Linked DNA regions of Bombyx mori: region 2 is linked to region 1. The links are chromatin contacts, called in public Hi-C maps. All regions are on one chromosome and are shown on one strand. Each heading gives the region's core, a stretch centred on a gene start, on an enhancer-like site or on the middle of the called end of the contact. The rest is flanking DNA. Distances are from core to core; before and after follow the strand shown.

What was found. A called contact is a pair of places that touch in the nucleus more often than the background predicts.
Region 2: a Hi-C map of middle silk gland shows a contact between it and region 1, with 2.5 times the contacts expected there. The contact joins two enhancer-like sites. A contact is called at or near these places in 3 of 7 Hi-C or Micro-C datasets (middle silk gland, posterior silk gland and whole pupa).

What each region holds. Positions count from the first base shown.
Region 1 is chr25:10,170,341-10,173,497 of ASM3026992v2, forward strand. No RefSeq gene overlaps it. Among protein-coding and RNA genes, the nearest start is that of LOC119630565, 7.7 kb to the left of the region's middle. Within about 2 kb of position 1,436, at least 1 of the 8 cell types and tissues checked has open chromatin away from gene starts, as enhancers often do.
Region 2 is chr25:10,306,116-10,309,272 of ASM3026992v2, forward strand. No RefSeq gene overlaps it. Among protein-coding and RNA genes, the nearest start is that of LOC134201429, 4.0 kb to the left of the region's middle. Within about 2 kb of position 1,471, at least 3 of the 8 cell types and tissues checked have open chromatin away from gene starts, as enhancers often do.

The sequences.
Region 1 (3,157 bases), core at 186-2,685:
GTCTAATTTTTAAATTTCTGGTGTTACCATAATAGTGATTGAAGTTAGCCGAAATGAACGAATTATATTTGACAACAAAGACATAGTTCCTATTCTATAATCCAAAGTTTAAATAACATAAGTGTTGCTAAACTTCAACGTAATATAGTAAAACGCCGAGATAGAGATAACACTTGAATACTGTCTGGCTTCTAATTGGCGAGAGACAAAATTAAAAAGTAATTTAATAATAATGGAGTTCTAAATTTAAATCGCCCGTGAATGCGGGCGGTGGGTGGCGACTCCAAGTTTTATCACTTCTCTAGAATTTTTTTGCCCACAAAGCAAGCCGCTGCGGGCTTTTTCTTACCTTTATTGAATGTCTGAGTTTTGCGAAACATTGTTTTTATTTTTATTGAAAAAGGTTTTTAGCTAATTAGAACTTTTGTGTGAAGTTTTATTTGAGAGTGGTCGTGTTTTTTTGAGGGAATTTTCGTTCTGTGTTTTTTCAGTTTGATTTAGAGTATCGCAATACTTTCCTTGATAATGGTTTTGCTGTTTGCTTTTCTTAATTTAAAAGCGTTTTTTTTCTTCGTTTAAATTGAAAGATGTATTTTTTTTCGTAAAATTAAAAAATATTGGACCGATGCTAACAAACGTCCTGTAATTTTTTCCGTCTTCGGACGTGTCTTCCGTTTTTAGTGTCATCAAGCTAAAAGCTACTATTTCTCACGTTCATAGACAATTCAAGTTGCTCTCTTTGTAACTCCATTTAAAAATTACGCCTAGAAGCTACAATAGTGCATTGGTTCCAAGTAATATGGACCTTTGTCCGGTGACAGGTGATGTAGCCGTAGAATAGAGTATCAAATATTAATAATTAAAATATTTTTTTAATAACTGGCAACATTAAGTAGTAAGCCTATGAGCAACTTATGAGTATTAGAAAATAAAAACACATTAAAGTTAACTAACTATTCATTGATACAGCCAAGAAAAAAGAAAAAAAATAACACATCAGAGAGAAGTAAGTTCTTTGTAACGTAAATCAACCACAAAACAAATTTTGATTGTAATTACGAAATATTTATAAGACGCAATCATCCATAAAACAAGATTCTAGATTCAAACAGTAAATGTATTCAAACATAATCAATACAATGTGAAACAAAGCCTAAACTAGTAAGGTCAGCACCAACGGAGCCCTATATTCAGCCGTAACTCCAACAAAAGATAACCCAAACACATTATATTGATAGAGGCCCGAAATTTAATATGAAATATTTGAAACTACAAAATCCCGAACTATTACGCACACAGTTTTACTTTAACTAAACGCACACATACGTAAACACGTTGGAGTGTAAGAGGGGAGTCTTTGTTACACAGTAAGGAAGAAGGGCATAAAGATGGGGGGACGGGTGGGGTGGCAGGCGGTACGGGGTGGGGTCCTGTTTTGTATTCAGTCCGCTTGTCCGTTTACGGTTTCGCGCGAGACACTTGCCGATTCCTATTGCTCTGTGGGCTGTGGCACCGACAAATAGGAATTTCTTTATTAGAACGGCACGGGGTGACGCGACATCAACCCCCGCCGATGGACGTCTCTTGTTTAATTTTTGTTAATTTGTATACGTTTCATAGACTATACTTTATTCCAATTACGAAGTTCTTTGGGATAAATAATTAATTGTATAATGATATAGATTGATTGTGTATTTTTTAAATGTAGAGTTACATTCTAAGAAGTGTCAAAAGGGACCTCGTAATAGGAATAGAGTTTAAGTGATTTATTTTATCTTTGACTAGCTGACCCGGCAGACTTCGTAGTGCCTCAATCGATAAATAAAAGACCTAAGCTTTTGTATAAAATAAACATAAAACAAACAAAAGGAATCCATTCGTTATTTTTATTTAATTCTAAGCATTTTCATATTTATCTACCTTTTAAACCTTCTCTGGACTTCCACAAATAATTCAAGACCAAAATTAGCCAATCGGTCCAGCCGTTCTCGAGTTTTACCGAGACTAACGAGCAGCAATTCATTTTTACATATATAGATTATTGTAAATCAGCAGTACGGTCATCGTTTTTAAATCACAAAAAACAATTTTTTTGAAAGTACTTCTTCACACATGATCGTTGTTGAACGAAATAAAGTCCTAATCTATTCCTAATAATTGCTCTTGAAAAAAGTTAAATAAAATAATTTACTAACAATATTTACTAACAATCATGCCACGTTAGGTAACTGGTCCCGTGATAAGTTCGTAAAGAACTTGTGTTACAGGTACCAGATAACGGATATAAACGTAAGATTTTTATTATACCACATACATATATTTTAATATACATCCACAACCCTGGAAAAGACATTTATATTTATCATACAAATATCTTCCCTTGGCGGGATTCGAACCCGCGACCCCCTTGTGTAGTGACCATGTCACTTACCACTACACCAGACGGCCGTTTGTCGAGTTTTGATCATGTTCCCATTACACTGCTGAGCCGCAAACAAACGTGTCAAAGTATATTCGTATTTGTTGAAGAGTAAAAGCGAAACTGAATAAACATTTAGTAGCATTACCTCGGCCGGCCATTTACGCGGGAGCCCGACAACAAGACAATTTTATGCAAATCTTTTCCCGCTACTTTAGCATTTGAGGAATAAAAGGACCTTAGGATTGGCACTTCGGCGTATTACTTTTTAATAAACCTCGAATTTATTTAAAAAGGTTTTTTATTTATTTATTTATTTTTGATACCTTTTGTCACCGTCCTCGTCGAACCCGTCGGTTGCGACGAAGGGCTCGACGAGCAAATTAACCCACAGCCCACTGAGTTTCTCGCCGGATCTTCTCAGTGGGTCGCGTTTCCGATCCGGTGGTAGATTCTGCGAAGCACTGTTCTTGCTAGGGTCAGTGTTAGCAACACTCCGGTTTGAGCCCCGTGAGCTCACCTACACACGTTAGGGTGAAGTTGAAATAGTCTCTCAAGGCTATCAGCATAGGCAGGGAAAAAAAAAGATACTTTTTTTAAATAAAAGAGTTCGATTAATACCTACTAATATTTCAGCGTCATATTGAATTAAACACTAAAGTAAAAGACAATTGATTAAATAGCACTTTCTCGAAAGTTCTTGGCTTTTTGAAACAGCTTCTTCAACAAACTGACTAA
Region 2 (3,157 bases), core at 221-2,720, 140 kb after region 1:
CGATTGACGTCCTTTTGTCGATAACTCGATATGAGTACACGTATCGATTGCAGAATCGATATTTAAAATTGAGACGGCTGGTAAAATAGTAATGTTTGAAACATTAGTGATGTTTACTGTTTAAAGTATGCCTATTGATACTCTTTACACTTTTTTACTAGCGTCCCTATGAATTAGCGTCAACTTAAAGTCTACAGTATAGATTCAATTAGCTTTATTTCGTAGGAAGCATTTATAAAAAACAGTCTTACAATGTCATGGTGAAATGCCCAAAGCATTTGAAGTCACGACGATCATTAAAAGAACAAGGTAAGTAGAAGCGTAATTAAATTTTGATATTTAAATATAAATTGTAATTAATTAAATATGCATTAAAAAGGTAAATACAAAATATTTAAGAAATAATTCGTTATGACCTTTATTGCTAAATCTATCAAGGATTAGTGCAATAATGTGCTTGTGATGAATTGATTACAGTTTAATTGTTTAATTAGTTAAATTCGTTTTGCTAGTTGTTATCTTTTTATCTTGGTAACATTTCCTGTTTTTTTAACTAAAATGTTTGTATGTAATTTCACATGGGAAACCAATCATAATCACAATACAGCTGTATTATTTCACAAAACTACACAGTATCGATTACTATAAATTGATATTCGATCAATATTGGGCATGGACAAGTTCACTATCAGCTGCTCTAAAAAAACAAAGAGAATTCAAATATTACTGGCCAGTAGAATTATTATATGATATTTAAAAATAGTCAGTTTAATAAAAAGGTTTTGTGAAAATTTGAGTTCTATATTGTCTGTTCTTCTACTGTGCGAGTTTTCTATAAATCAAAATTCAAATGTAGGCATGTGTTTTACCATAAATATGTTGGTAAAATTTTAGTATTACATAAAATTAGGTATATTTTGTACATCTATATTCTTTTAGTTTAATTTAACGTAAGTATTTTCATACATAGCAAGTAAACGGAAACAAATTGCCTACTAATTAAGGTCATTAAAGTTTCCACAGATGTATGTACCTTAAAAAGCAGAAATTTTTGTGATTAAACAAATGCGAGTAAAAGTGTTTTTAACCATTAGATTAATGATTAAAAATAAACATTAATGACTGAAAGTGATTGTTAGGTAATCAAATTAAGATTTTTAATGAATGCGAAAAAAAGAATAGTAATTTAAAAGCATGCAAAATCAGCGGCCATCTTTGAATACGAAGCGTGCGAGGCGTCACAACATTTTACACAAAAAGGCCCAAGTACGAGACCATTATACATAGGTACCTATTATGCGGGAGAAACTGGTGATTAAGTACTCGACTGCATGCGTTGTGAAATAGGCCATAACCCATTACGTTTAAAGTGTATTTTTCTGTAGGTGTTTCGACGTGTTTTTTTGCTTTGTGACGCAGGGAACGCGAAGCATTTAGCCGGCCCACCCTCGCTGCGCGAGATTTCTTACAGGGAACTGTATTATTAATATCCCTAGGGTTGTGCTCAGAGAAATGGCGGACCTTAAAAGCGAACCCCTTATATTTTATGGCATTACCAATTTGCGTAGAGTATTTCGGTATAACAATTCCGAACGTTTTTTTAAAATACTATTATTATACATTTGTATTAAATTGAAGCCATTTTTTGATAAGTTTATTAATAAATATATCTATTTACTAATACTTGATTAGACTTCTGAAGCTTGATCTGTGTGTATGATATGATATGTGTGATTTTTTATTATATTTATTTTTTATTATGTTTTAATTCTCACTGTCATATTTTATAGCAGTCAAGATGGAAGTTCAGTATGTTTTAGACAAACAAATACATTACTCCCTTCCCATGATTCAAGGGAGCTTCAGTTACCTTTAGTCATGTAAAATTGTTACGAAAAATAACCAATTATGTAAACCTATAGTTCTGCCTAGAGACATCGTTTCGATATAGATGTATACATATGTACATACACTTAGGCTGTAGGTTGTCCGTCATCTAGTATTTGGTTTTGTAAAAACAATTAATAATAATAAAACCGAATTCAACAAAATCAAAGAGAATAAATCAATTAAAAATGCATTATTAAGAATAACTCAAAATTACTTGTCAGATCTTGATCAAATATAAATGGGACCAAATAAGAATGATAAGGTTTCTTAATTTTTTGAAATCGATTAAAAATATAGAAATTAGGTACCTATCTACTTCACAAAATAAGACTGGCACGTTCGAAAAAGAAAAATTTTTTTTTGAAAAACAACGCTGACTCCCTGTATCACGTAGATATATCATCCACCTTATATTAACACAGATACATATTTAAATTCATTTGCCACACTTCCAACCAATCGTCAAATAGAAATACGAATAAATTAGACGATGTTTTTGTATACAATACAGCCCCTCGATCATAGAAAAAATAGACTCGCTGGTTAAATCAAATCATAGACGAGGGCTTTTTATATCAAATGTTACGGATAGGGGTTACGTTTATATGTATATTTTTATATGTAGTTAAGGGGATTTTTTCATTAAACAAAATCCAAAGTTTTCATGTAATAACTAACAACAGAGTATATATATTTTTTTCTTGACCCATAAAAAGTCGGTTTTGTCAAATTGATGTTAAATATAATTTTTAGTCCAACAATAACAATTTTAGATAAAATATTGAAAATTTATAAAAATGGGCGCCAAAATCGTGTTTTTTTTAAGGGATTTTATGACCTGGTAACTAAGACCTTTAATTCATGTCTTATTTTAATTTATATTCTTATTTTTATGAAAAATGATAATATGGAGTGAAATGAAATGAAGATGATCAATTTGAGACATTAATCAACTGGGATGAAATTAGATGAAATGAGATGATATGTGATGAAATATAATCTTAGTAAAATGGTGGTGATTTACTAAGATTTTTTCAGTGGACTTTTTGGAGGATCCCGCGAAGTTACGTCCAGCGGCTTTGTTTCATTTTCCCACATTTGTGCACTTTCACATATTATTATATTAAACAGTTAATAGACCACCATTATTACACATTTAAACCCGAAGAAACACTAAATAGACAAAATAAAACAAATCACACAACTTCATTCCTCGCGTTCCCGCCAAAAATCCAGAATCGTGATTTTGTTATTTTTTATTTAGGAG